Linked DNA regions of Mus musculus: region 1 is linked to region 2. Evidence: chromatin contacts called from public Hi-C data. All regions are on one chromosome and are shown on one strand. The core of a region is the stretch at or near the end of the contact, and the rest is flanking DNA. Distances in the headings are between cores, read along the strand shown. Region 1 overlaps Nfia (nuclear factor I/A). Region 2 overlaps Nfia (nuclear factor I/A).

What was found. A called contact is a pair of places that touch in the nucleus more often than the background predicts.
Region 1: a contact with region 2 is called in a Hi-C map of liver, with 2.3 times the contacts expected there. The contact joins two enhancer-like sites. A contact is called at or near these places in 10 of 484 Hi-C or Micro-C datasets (the N1E-115 cell line, brown adipocytes, differentiating spermatogonia and 4 more), 5 of 115 datasets of contacts at active chromatin or transcription factors (CD8 T cells, double positive thymocytes, heart atrium and 1 more) and 3 of 9 other capture datasets (adipose tissue, liver and pancreatic islet).

Annotation. Positions count from the first base shown.
Region 1 is chr4:97,908,790-97,915,128 of GRCm38.p6, reverse strand. The region is part of intron 2 of Nfia (nuclear factor I/A); the gene reads right to left. Among named protein-coding and RNA genes, the nearest start is that of Gm40208, 26 kb to the left of the region's middle. Within about 2 kb of position 3,203, at least 109 of the 459 cell types and tissues checked have an H3K27ac peak or open chromatin away from gene starts, as enhancers often do. A contact at or near this core is called in adipose tissue, liver and muscle stem cells, where this site is marked.
Region 2 is chr4:97,837,717-97,843,731 of GRCm38.p6, reverse strand. The region is part of intron 2 of Nfia (nuclear factor I/A); the gene reads right to left. Gm19417 (a long non-coding RNA gene) reads left to right here. Exons shown (of 2, transcript XR_376437.4): 2 at 1-2,892. Among named protein-coding and RNA genes, the nearest start is that of Gm19417, 28 kb to the left of the region's middle. Within about 2 kb of position 2,756, at least 58 of the 459 cell types and tissues checked have an H3K27ac peak or open chromatin away from gene starts, as enhancers often do. A contact at or near this core is called in adipose tissue, liver and muscle stem cells, where this site is marked.

The sequences.
Region 1 (6,339 bases), core at 1,954-4,453, 71 kb before region 2:
ATACCAAGGACACAGAGAGATCCATATCCCAGTGAAGTTCAACAGTCACGACAGAGAAGTGTGATCATGGTCACGGTAAGGGTACACAAAGGGCCCCTAACTCTGCAGTGTCTGGGATGGACTTTCAGATGACACAGTGATTAAGCTAAAAACTGCAGAGGGGCTGGAGTCTTCCAGGCTATGGATCCATCTCAAGGGAGATCTTCCTAAGCAGAAAAGAGACACACACGCATGTGCCACACTGATTCTGTAGTTCCAAGGCACTAACACCCACAGCCCCTTGGGGGAAAAGAAAGCCTTCCAACAGTACTGTATCAGACAGCTGGAACATGGTATTCTCCATGGTGGCATCGGAGCACCAGGTTGGATCGTCTACAGGAGATGATGAGAAGCCAATGGAGGGTGCCAGTCGGAAGTGATAATTCCTTTTTGGAAATATCACCTTGGCAACAGTGTAAGGAAGAGATGAATGGCGTGGAAAGAATGGGAGCAAACAGAGGATTCTAGAAACAGTCTAGGCTGTAAAGAACATAAAGCAAAGGGCTTACAACTGTGGGAGTTGGTTTACATGCTAGTCAGAGGGAAGCTTGGCAGAACTCCATGATGACTGGCTATGGAACTTGAAGGAGGAGGAAGAGATAACTTGTGGTCCCTGCTGCAGGTGGTCTTGTTAGATGTCACCTGTGTCCATTCATGCAACCTCCATAGCTCAATGCACCCACTTCACAGCTGGACTTTCAAACTACTCTTTGGTTAGTTGAAGGTTTTCCTGAATAGCTTTAGTTTTGTATTGCTTTCCTGGTTTGTTCTTTTCATCTCTCTACCACAGCTTCTTAGTGGCGATAGCTAGCTGATTAAAGTCTACTGTGTGGGTATTCAATGTTTTTTAAACTAGATATTCTGCCCTATATTCTCTAATAAAAATCCAAAAGGTCCAGCATTTTGAGTCACTAGTTATCATCATAAAAGCTCCAGATGCACACTGCACATTGGCTATCATCTCGGTCTTACTCTTGCTGTTACTGGATTGGCTGCACCATCTCATGGTTCACTGATGGAATGTAGATGGTAGCAGCATTGTCGTCTGGATACTTGTTTCCTTGTGGCTGGATTTCAAAGAATTTTTGAAAGTCTGGAATCAATGTCAGATTTTATCAAATGCCTTTTGCTTGAAATTATTTCTAACAAGGTTTTTGTGCCAGTATTCTTGGTTTTGGTAGAAAATTCAACATTTAAAGCTTTTTTTTTGTTGTTTTCTTCCAGAAAATGAGACTGCAAAGCTGCTAAGTGCATGCTGCTGAGGAGGGGGAGACACAGGATGCTGACTCCCATCCTCCACGGGTCTTGGTGGGGGTTTTAGGTGCTCAGTAAATGAATCAATGATGGTTCATCAATGAGGCAGTGTGTAGCTGAATAGTCCATTTATGCTCAATAGGCTAATGCTAGTTAAAAAGAGTAAAGGCATTTTCTTTTAAATAAAATAACAGTTTCTAAGGATCTTCCCATGACAGCAAGGATTAGGTCCTCTGAGTTTGGGCAAATACTGAAGACACCAATACAAAATTCCCTCTACTGCAAATCTCTCACAAAACCTTGAACATAAACACAAAAGTAATCATTTCTTCTAATAATATATGGTAAAGTAAGTGTGGGGAGGGGCTAAATAGAAGGAAACTGCACAATATTTTCCCAAGAATATCTCTGCTATATTTAGCTCAGTAAAATCAGTAAAGCTGTCTATAGAAACTTCTACAAAATTTCTTACAAAATTAAGAAATTAAAAAAAAACACGAATCCTTTTAAAATAGAATTTCTAACTTTTACTCCATTACTGATTTGTTTTAGACGATTCTGATGAAATATATTTACTTCTTCCCCTATATTTAACAAGAGACGATTTTGCATCACTTGTGGAAGAGATCTGCATTCTTGGTTATAAAGAGATTCTTATCATGTCCTTTTAAATCTCAAATAATTAATGTCAAATTAGTAGTGCTTAACAGGCTTTCGTTGTCCAGCATTACAGAGCTTCTTGTTGCACACAAATATTTTTCAAAGAAAAATATATCCTCAAATGATCAAGGCAGTACTACTTAGGATCAGAAATAGACAGGAAGATTCAATTGCAGGGTCAGCATGTGGACAGGGAAGAACCTCTAAGATGTGCCTCTGAGATTAGGGTATGACAGATTTTAGGCATCCATAGACAGAGACACTGAGGGCTACCCATGGACAGAGATCCTGAACAGTAGCCATGGGCAGAGATGCTGAGGACTATCCACTGACAGAGACACTCAGGGATACCCATGGACAGAGATGCTCAGGGCTACCCATGCACAGAGACACACAGGGCTACCCATGCACAGAGACGCTCGGAGCTACCCACGGACAGAGACGCTCGGGGCTACCCACGGACAGAGACGCTCGGGGCTACCCACGGACAGAGACGCTCGGAGCTAGCCATGGATGGAGATGCTGAGTGTTTGCTACTCCTTTTCACTATAATGAAGGAAAACAAACACTAAGATGAATACTGCAAAGAGTTTAGAATTTTATATCTGTCAAAAGGTAAAGGGTTTGTGGACTACAGGAACTTTTCTTTACACACATTAGCCCTATCACATTCGGGCATTATTATTTGACTGATACCATGAATTCTTTCGAACACCTTCCTCAGGGTAAGCACTCAATACTGTAGTGTGGTCTAAGCCAAGCCTGCACAGATGGGTGGTTACAGCTGCAGCCTCTCTGACAGGCTGCAAAAACCCTCAGGGACACTCCCCCCAGCACGAACTATCCATCTTGTTTGCTGGTACGACTCCACCTTGCTCCAGCCTTTGTTGAGCGTGTCACAGGACACTGGCCAAAATGTTACTATCTGAACAGGCCTTATTAATAGAATGAAAAATGGGCTCCCAAAACACACTTCAACAACGATAGCATGGATTTCTTGAAGTGTCTGATAATTTTAATTAAAAAGGTGCATTATAATAATATTTTTTAAATCTTCAGGAACATTTGACGCCTCTCTAGGAAGGAGTGAACGAGGCAGCTTACTTAGTAATATCCATTCCGACTGATTAAACTGGAGCCAAAACAGTTCCTCAGGATCCAGCTTATGGTGACCCCTGAGCTGGAGAGAGGAAGGCCGGAGAGACTGAGTGAACCTTCACACCACAGAGTGAATGGGAGATCATAACATGTCCAGGCCAAAGGCTAGTGTGCACGTTGTGGAGCATTGCCACAGATCTCTCCAGTCACCTGCTTATCCTAGAACAGCTCACTGAAACATAACAATCACCGCTAGGCAGGCCAAAGTTTTATTTATTAATCTACCTTCTGAAAAAAAAAGGTAAGAAATGGTTCATAATCGCATTAAATATACACCTATCCAAGTTATAGCTACAAAAACTACAAATATAAACAAAACATATACACGTATAAACAAAAACTGCAGATGTGAAGAAAACACATAATGGGAACATGAAACGTGCCGAAGCCTCTATTGAAGTTAAAAACTAAATTTATCTCTGAGCTTCTTGGGAGCCAAGGTAAAAAGGGAAACAGGTGCGTACACAATTCTCACAGTCTGTTCACAGAGGGCAGACCTTTGATGTAAACCTTTTTTTCTACTATGGCTTGCAAAAAGAACTAACCAGTCTTCAAGTTTCTATGCTCCGATCCTGCCTGTCCCTGGTTGTTGCCTGACCTAGATTGCCAAAGATTATGAAACCACGCTTGATAAATAAATTGTGAAACGACTCGACCGATTTCTATGCTAAACAAAGAGAGGAAAAGCAAATGAACAAACGTTTCCAAACATTCAAAAGTCAGAACCACTCAAAATAAAAATTGAAACCAGCGGCAAATAAAACCAACCCAAATCTTGGCGAAGCCGAATCTCAAACCCTGTCGCTACAGGCTGGGGAGCAGCAGAGCCAGCCAGGCTGTGTCTGTCTACCGCATATGGGGGAAGGTTCCAGGCAGTATCTCCAGGCTCATCTAATGGCACGGGTTCAACACCAGTGAATGGGCCTTAAACAAAGGGAGAGCTCCTTTGAAAATGGGCGTTTGTGAGTCACCGGTCAGTGTAGCTGCACAGTTTGTGGGAGTGGGAACCGCTGGCAGCGGGGCAAAACAGTACAGCTCAGGCCTTCAGAGCTCCTAAGCCCTGAAAGGCGGCGAGGTTCGAGCCGGCTGGTCACAGTGGCACACTTGGCTGAGTGCACGGCCAGGTGGTTTGGGCATATTGGCAACAACTGGCAACCTGCCCGATACATATGGCTCAGATTGCTGCGCTCTTCCCACGAAGCCTTCCTAGACTCTTGAGCAAGCAGTCAGTCGCTTGCGCACAAAATGCGTCTGCATGTTAAATAAGATCTTTTTAATAATATCTACTGATGTAAAATCCTTTCACTAAAAAGGAAAATAAAAAGATGGAGGCAGGTGGCTGCCAAGCACGTAATGAAAGCATCTCGTGAGAGGAGGCGCCTCTGCCGATCCCTTCCAACTGGCTTTGCCCTTACTTCTGCTTTTCTCTTTCACAAGGGTTGGAACACCCTTTCCAGCCCTGGGAAGCAAGGTTTGTGTGGGCTTTCAGAAGGCTGCCAAGGGGTCAGGTGACCATGAATTCCTGAAAATATAAAATAAATAGAGAGACAATAAAAACGAACCCTGTATGGAGGAGCGTTATTAAACCATGATTGACAGATAGCACTGAAAGGTGTCAGTATAGTCTATCATGTAAATACATATCTGGAGACTTGTTAAAACACAGCCTAAGTGCTAACTACTGAGGCACATGTTACTTCCCAAGTGGTGCTAATGGCCCATAGCATAAGGCAGGATTTGGGCTTAGGAAGCCCGGCCCCACATACTCCTGTAGGGATACCACACACCACATTAAGTAGTCCACAAATAGCAGTTCCTGCCAGAGTTGGATTTTTCTCTGCTAATCGTATTTCTTGGATGTGGAACATTTCATTTCTTTTGCTGGGTACAGGAAACATATTACTTAAGGTTTGGGGCTGAGTGGCTCAGTGGTAGAGATCGTGCCTACATTTGATATACAGCACCCGCCTCCAAATCATATCACCAATTAATGCATTAGTTAATGTGATTGCATGAATTACCACCAGGACCTTGTTTCACTTTTAATAATTTGTAAATATATGTTTGTGGTCTGTTAAAATTGCAAGCCATTTATCTAATGAATTGTGCTGAATCTTCTGGAATTATATAGTCTACTTGTTAAGACGATTAAAATGGATGTTGCATTGAGTATGTGTTTTAGAATTTTTTTTTTAGCACAGCATTGCTCAAGCACTAAAATAACTTTTATCTCTCATACCAGTGGGGACTGTACACACCCACAAATCTAAAACTTTTACAAAGATACAAACATACATATTTGGTAGAAAAGAACCATTGTGTTTCCTCAGATAGAATGACATCAGCCTCAAATGAGAACAAGCAAACCTTCTTTTGAAGACAAGAAAAAATGTTTAAAAAACATTGCTACAGTTGCCCATGCTTCACCCATACAAATCTCCCCGAAAGATACTATGTAGATAAAAAATTATAAAATGCTATTATAGCAAATATTTATTTTAGGTTAAAATCTTCCAATCAATTCCTCTTCATGGACTTTAATTGCTTTGGGTTGTTTGGGGTTTTTGTTTGTTTGTTTATTTTTGTTTTTTGTTTTTAAATTTCAGAGACAACAGTTCTCTCCACAGCCCAGAAAGGACTCTAACTCTCCACAGCTGAGGTCTGCCTCAAACTCAACATCTTTCAGCTTTCAGTCTCCCATGTGCTGGCATGACAGATATAATGGAATACCCAACGTCGGGAAGTTTTGAGAAACAGTGCAAACTCAAACCAGAGGTGTTCAGTAAAGTCTTTTGCCATGAATCTCAACAATAATAGTCTGTTTCTAAGTAGTAACAACAACTTAATAGAGGAGCAGGGGTAGGGGGCCACTAAACTTCCCTGGTGCTAAGAACAGCAGGGGACAGGAATGGAGACCTTATAAGAAGGGGCTTCAGCGCAATGTGAAATGACCTATGCAGGGCACATTTTCAACACCCTCACCCTGTCCTCTTGATCAGCAAGTGGTGCCACCTTGGAGCATTATTAGAACACCCTTTCACCAACTTGGAATCGTTCCAGTCACTGCTGTCTCCAAGGACACAGTGTGAAGTCCTGAGAGTAAGTCACAGTGGGCCAAGCCACAGTGAGGACCCTGGCTGTGAGGTCAGGTCCCCTCTGGGTGCTCCTGGTACCCAAATGGAGACTGAGCAGACTAGGGGTCAGAATGAGATGGGCAGCAATCAGTAG
Region 2 (6,015 bases), core at 1,507-4,006:
TTAGCTCTATTCAAATCTGATCTTTTTTTTTTCTGGCCAAAGGCATGGTTTTTATTTGTAAAATGGGACTTGGACCAGGTGACATCTCAGAATCTTTCCAGCTCTGGTTCCTCGGGGGCTTAAAGTTTTTGCTAATGTTATGATTCATAATGAAGTTACTTTAATTTTAGTTATAATTATTCAATTTATTCACTTATTATTTATTTATTGTGTATGTGTTTTATGTGTCTTCATGTGCAGACAGGCAGGCCATAGCAAATGTGTGGCAGTTGGAGGATTTTAAGGAAATCTATTTTAAGGAACTTTAAAGAATCTATTCTTTCCTTCCACCATGTAGGACCAGAGGGTTGAACTAGGGTCATTAGGCTTGGCAGCAAGTGCCTATCTCTGCCGATCCATCTTGCCAGTCCAACAGTCACATTCATACTTTTACTAGCATGAAATAACAGAGGATGGCAGCATGGTCCATGAGATTTCTGCAATGAAACTTTGAGACTGGTCTGAGGGAAGAAAACTTTAGAGAAACAGTCATGTCATTATATTAGATCTAGGTCTTAGCATGTTTTCAGAAACATGGAAAGCAATACATCTGGGACCTTTGATGGCAAATAAGAAAGTACCACAATAGAACCTCCTGGAAACATGGGTAACTCAGCAAATATGGGAAGTCTTCATGAGATATACATTCATGCTCTTTAAATGAAAAATCTCACTGGGCATAGTGGGACACACTCATAATCACAGCTAATTGATAAACTGAGGCAGGAGGATTGCTTGAGTCCAGGGATTCTGGGCTATAGTGTGCCATGTTGATCCAGACTTAGTTTGGTATCAGTATGCTAACATCAGTGCACCACCAGTTTTCCCAAGGTATGGTGAACTGGCTATGGTCAGGAAAGAAAAGCCTCCAAGCTCAGAAATAGAGCTTCATTAAATTCTAGCTAAATGATGATGAATATTCATTATTTATTCCATGGCCTGTATGTCCTCTGTTTAAGTCATTTTCATTTATTCCTCGGAACAAAGTATTATCCCATTTTATAGGCAAGGACATCAAGGGTTCTGCCAGGTATTCTCAACATATTCATAACTGACAGACTGGGTAAGCCAGTCCAACCCCAGAGCCCAAACTATTCATGCAACCATGGGGACCAACTGGCCTGCCATCTTCAAAAGCTTTTACTTTTGTATTATTTAAGCATGATAGGACAAGCTTCAATTAAAAGGTAGTTTATACACAGACTACTTCTACAGTACAGATCTTTAATGGGCTTTGTTTAAATGTATGCATTTAAATGTGCAAGTTAAAATATTCACAAGTAACCTGAGTTCAATAGATTTGAGTTGAGCCAAAAGAGAGGATCGTGTATCATACTGACTTCCCGTCCTTTAGAGCAGAGCTTCTCTGCCTTCCTAATGCTGTGGCCCTTTAAAATAAAACAGTTCCTCGTGTTATGGTGACCCCAGCCATAAAATTATTCTTGTTGCTACTTCATAACTGTAATTTGGTACTATTTTGAATTTTAATGTAAATGTCTGTGTTCTCTGATGGTCTTAGGTGACCCCGGTGAAAGGGTCATTCAACCCTTCAAAGTGGCCACGACCTGCAGGTTTAGAACCACTGTTTTAGAGCAAATCCTTCAAAATGCTCTTGACTATAGAAGGAAACTACAGCTATCAGGCTTCTGAGTAAACTCACATGAGAGAGTTCCCTTCATCTTACCACAGCAAGAGACAGGTTGTACGGGAGGCTGCAGCACAGCACCAGTGAAAGGAAGTTGCGAAATAAGAAGGAGCAAGTGTAGACAGACAAGGACTCCAACAGCGTGTGAAAGAGTAAACTTTACGCTAAGCCTACAAACACCACAAGTGGGAAAAGTCAGAAAGATCTGGGAGCTATTTTTAGCATATCAAAACCTCAAACAGGACCTCCACACTGACCCACCAAGCAATCACACAAGCTAAACTATCAACCAACTAGTCACACAAAACCATTTCACCTTCTGTACAATGGCTCAGTGTATTCAACTATACATACTTATTTACTTCAAAGGGAGAAAACAAATTAATCATCCATTGCTGTTTATCTGGGCCACAAAACACAAAATGAAACAAAAAATAATAATAGCTGAGATTCTTGAGAATAACAGGACTGGAACAGAGGGTTAAAGTAACAGCCAGAGGCATCACTTAGTAGCCCAAATATCAGACTTCAAACCCTAGTAACCAAGGATCATGTTATAGGAAAATACCGGAAGAAATCATAAGTGCTTGAGGATGGCGTAGGTGAGATAAAGCAGGCTGCTGATACTCTGTGATGACACTGTGACTAATAGGGAGCAGTGAGGTCATGGCAAACTCCATTGACATGTTCCAATCAAACATTTGAAGGCACTATTCTAGTAGCATTTAACCCACAGAACACCAGTGACCAGCCCAGAATGTATAGTCATTTTGTTAGCAGGGAACTTGTCTTCAGAGACTGCAGAGTGTCACCTAAACGTGTACACCCTTGCCTTCAAGGGCAGTGTCAACACAAAGAAGCAAGTCTCCTAGTCCCTGCTGAGGGTCATTCACTGAACAAACTCAGGACTCACACTGAGAAAGCTAGGCTAAGTAAAAGCAAGGCTGGGAAAAGATCAATGGCGTATGATCCCAGCCTCCTCCTCCTTGGAGTTATAGAGACAGAGCAGGACATCCAGACACGGCAGGACACCACAGGGCTTCTGGCCCTCATAACTGCAGAGGGACAAAGGTCAGCAAAGCCACTCTAGGGTACAGAGTACCTACTCTTTACATGGCTAACCTCTGTGTGCTGACACCTCTATGACGGGGTTTCTAGAGTTTGCTTTTTATATCTTCAAAGAAACACATTTCATAAAAAAAAAAAAAGAAAATAGACCTCTGATCATAACACTCTTAGAAAGTCTTAGCTTGAGAAAAATTTAAAAGCCCAGCTATAAATCTTGCAAAATGAGAATTTATAATAGGAGTGCAGAGAGATCTTTAATTATGCAGACTGTGGGCCTCGTGTAATAAAGCCCACGTATTTGCAGCTTATGTCATTGTGTATAGGGTGCCTCAGAAAGGCTCTGTGTGTGTCTGAATCAATGAGTTGAAGTTTTACACAAGGGAAGGAAGTGAAGAGAACACTGCTTGGAGAAGCAGGGATTTACCTCCTGGGGCTCCAGGCAGTGAATGATGGTTCTGACTCTTCCAGTTTGTATAAAAGGTTGAAGTTCATTCTGGCGCAGGGAAGCATTCCACAAGACCCGCTGCCTCTATGGGCAGGCGATTAATCTCATGATCGATAGACCATATGATTAGGCACTAATAGCTGATAGGAGGAGAGAATAAACAACCATAAATTTGCTTTGTACCCAGCAATCCAACTGTAAGCAGGGCCATTTAATGGCCACACTGGGTCATGTTACCTAAGGGCCCATATGGAATAAAAAATGGAAGACAAAAACATTTTAAAAGATCTTCAATTATCAAAGGTAGGGGTGGAGGCAGAGGCTCTATTAGTGCAGTGTTCTTTGGCATGAGATGCCCAAGGCTTCCACATTGGGAGTGAAGAGGGCAGATGCAGAAGGAGCAACAGCAAAGTCTGTTTGCTGAAACAATGCTTTATAAACAGCATCGCCAGCCACCCTGTGCACAGTGTAAGTGGTGCTGGGTGGTCCAGCTCATGCCCAGCAGCCACTGGAACCTGTGTCCATCACGGGCTGAGTGTGCTCTCTGCAGCAGGCAGAGCAGAGGCTGGACTGTGTAATTTCCTCTTTGCATGCAGATCACTGCTCTGTACTCCAGAGCTGTTTCTCAGCGAGCGTGTCATGAACTTCCAGTGTTGGGAATAGTTATGCGACATAAAAGCCGTGATGCAGGAGGCCATAAATCTCACTCTTTCTTCTTTCCCTTTCCCTGGCTTCTTCCCTTTCTAAGACTCTGACCTCCTCCATCAGGCCCTTGAAAGAAAGGCAATCAATCACCCCCTAGACTAAAATGAAAACCTGGGTCCTCTCTGCACACTGGACAGCTTTCCCCTTGTGTGATAAAAATGGGGAAACATCTCTAAGATGGCAAGTCCCCCTCCTATGTGTTCCTCTTTCCACTCCATGCAGAGCCTGGAAGCAAAAAGCCTTCAAGCTCTTGTTATCAATGACCATGAAACAGGAAAGGAAGACACTTTGTTAAGCCAAAAGGAATGTGCTAGAGAAAGTACCAGATAAAGACAAAGAAGAATTTGAAGCAGACTTGCACTGTTCTCGGGGCCCACAGCAAAGCACACCAACCTCTGTTCTTTGAAAACTATCTGGGAAACAACCCACCCCCACCCCTCTCACTACCTCTGAGTACCCCCCCCCAGCCCCCACATCATCCCTCCCTCCTCCCCCTTGCCAGCACAGCCTTTGTGACTTCCCAAGCCTTGAGGGACCAACTGTTTCCAGGGCTTCCCTCTGGGCTAATTGTTCAACACTGCCCATGACTCTGGAGCCCACAGGAGAAAAAAGGCACTTCAGATGCCCTAGGGAAGACTGGGGGAAATTTCTGTTGGAAATCCATTCCTTGTTTATTATCATCAACCACAAAGAAGCCTACTGTAATAAGCAGTTACTACAGCCAAGTGAGATGAGAATTCTAAAGTTTGCAGGCAAAATTCCTTCTCTGTTTACATTTATTCAAAATACTTCCACTCGGCATAATTTCGGAGTTGAAAGACATTTAGCCAGGTGTGCTGGCTCACAAAAAGATGCCACCAAAGGTCAAACATGAAGCATAGTCCAAGGTCCAGGCACTGCTTTGCTAACATTTCTTGGAGCAACAAGACCAGTTAGTACAAGGCCATTGCACTAACTGAACCCAAGCAGGGCCACTGTACTAACCCCCCACTGATCAGGAAGGATTCCACTGAACCTAAAGCAGCTGGATGGCCAAGAAAGCCCTTTGGTCTGCTGTGCTGGGCCCGAGGGAACAGGGGCAGAACTCAGGACAGAAAGGGACTTAGGAAATGAGAGGCTCAGGGAGCAGAGGCTGAGCCCTGGGAGCAGGCCAAGGCCCCATGTTCTATCACCCTGACCATGGCGTTCATGTTGCCTAGTGGCTTTCCAGTGACTGGTATCAACTTCTGGCCATCTCTGAAACACTCAGAAAGCAGAGCGCAGACTCTCAACTCCCTTTGTACCGTAGGTTAATTTCTCCCCAAGGGGAAAGAGAAATTTTCCTTTGAAGACGTATGGAGGAGTCTAAATCGAACCAGAGAAGCCCCTGACCTTCAGTGGTTGCCTAAAAGCTGCTGTACCCTATGACAGTATCACTGCAGCAATGATAAAATGATAACTAACATACACTCTACATCAGGTAGAGACTGGGCATATGTAAAATAATTTCTAACTGCCAAACCACCCTAAAAATTAATAGTACATTCCCACCCCCAACTATACATATTCGAAAGCTACAGAGGGGAAGGTAAGTAACCTCCCAGCATCAAATTGTCATCACCAGAAGACTGAAAACCTGGTCCAGCCTACTTCAAGAAAAGGATAACAGAGGTTCGGCTAGTTTTTGCTGTCTTCCATACCACCTTGTTGGTTTCGGAGTGAACCTGTTTGCTGCCTATGAATTTGGCTGGCTAGCCCTTCCTCTGCCTTATATTTTTCTAAGCATTTCCCATGGATAACAGAGCTTATACCAGTAAGAAGCCAGGTACCAGATGAATCTAGTTTTACCAAGTGCCAAGTGGAGACCGAGGTGAAGCACGTCCAGCCACAAAGGAAGAGAGCAGCAGTGAGACACTAGAGGTTGATTTGTGATTGTTAGAAGGCAAAAAGAGGAAGGAACCTCCTTTTTCATCCACAGAAACTATTTCCTGAGACCCTACCACATCTTCCTACTATATCCTACTATCTAGCCATACCTTCCTAAACTCAATTAGAAAGGGAACAGTGGGGCCTCCCTTTTATTTCTTGCCTAAGTAGGAAATGTAGGATAATGTACACGGAAGGAAGGTAACTT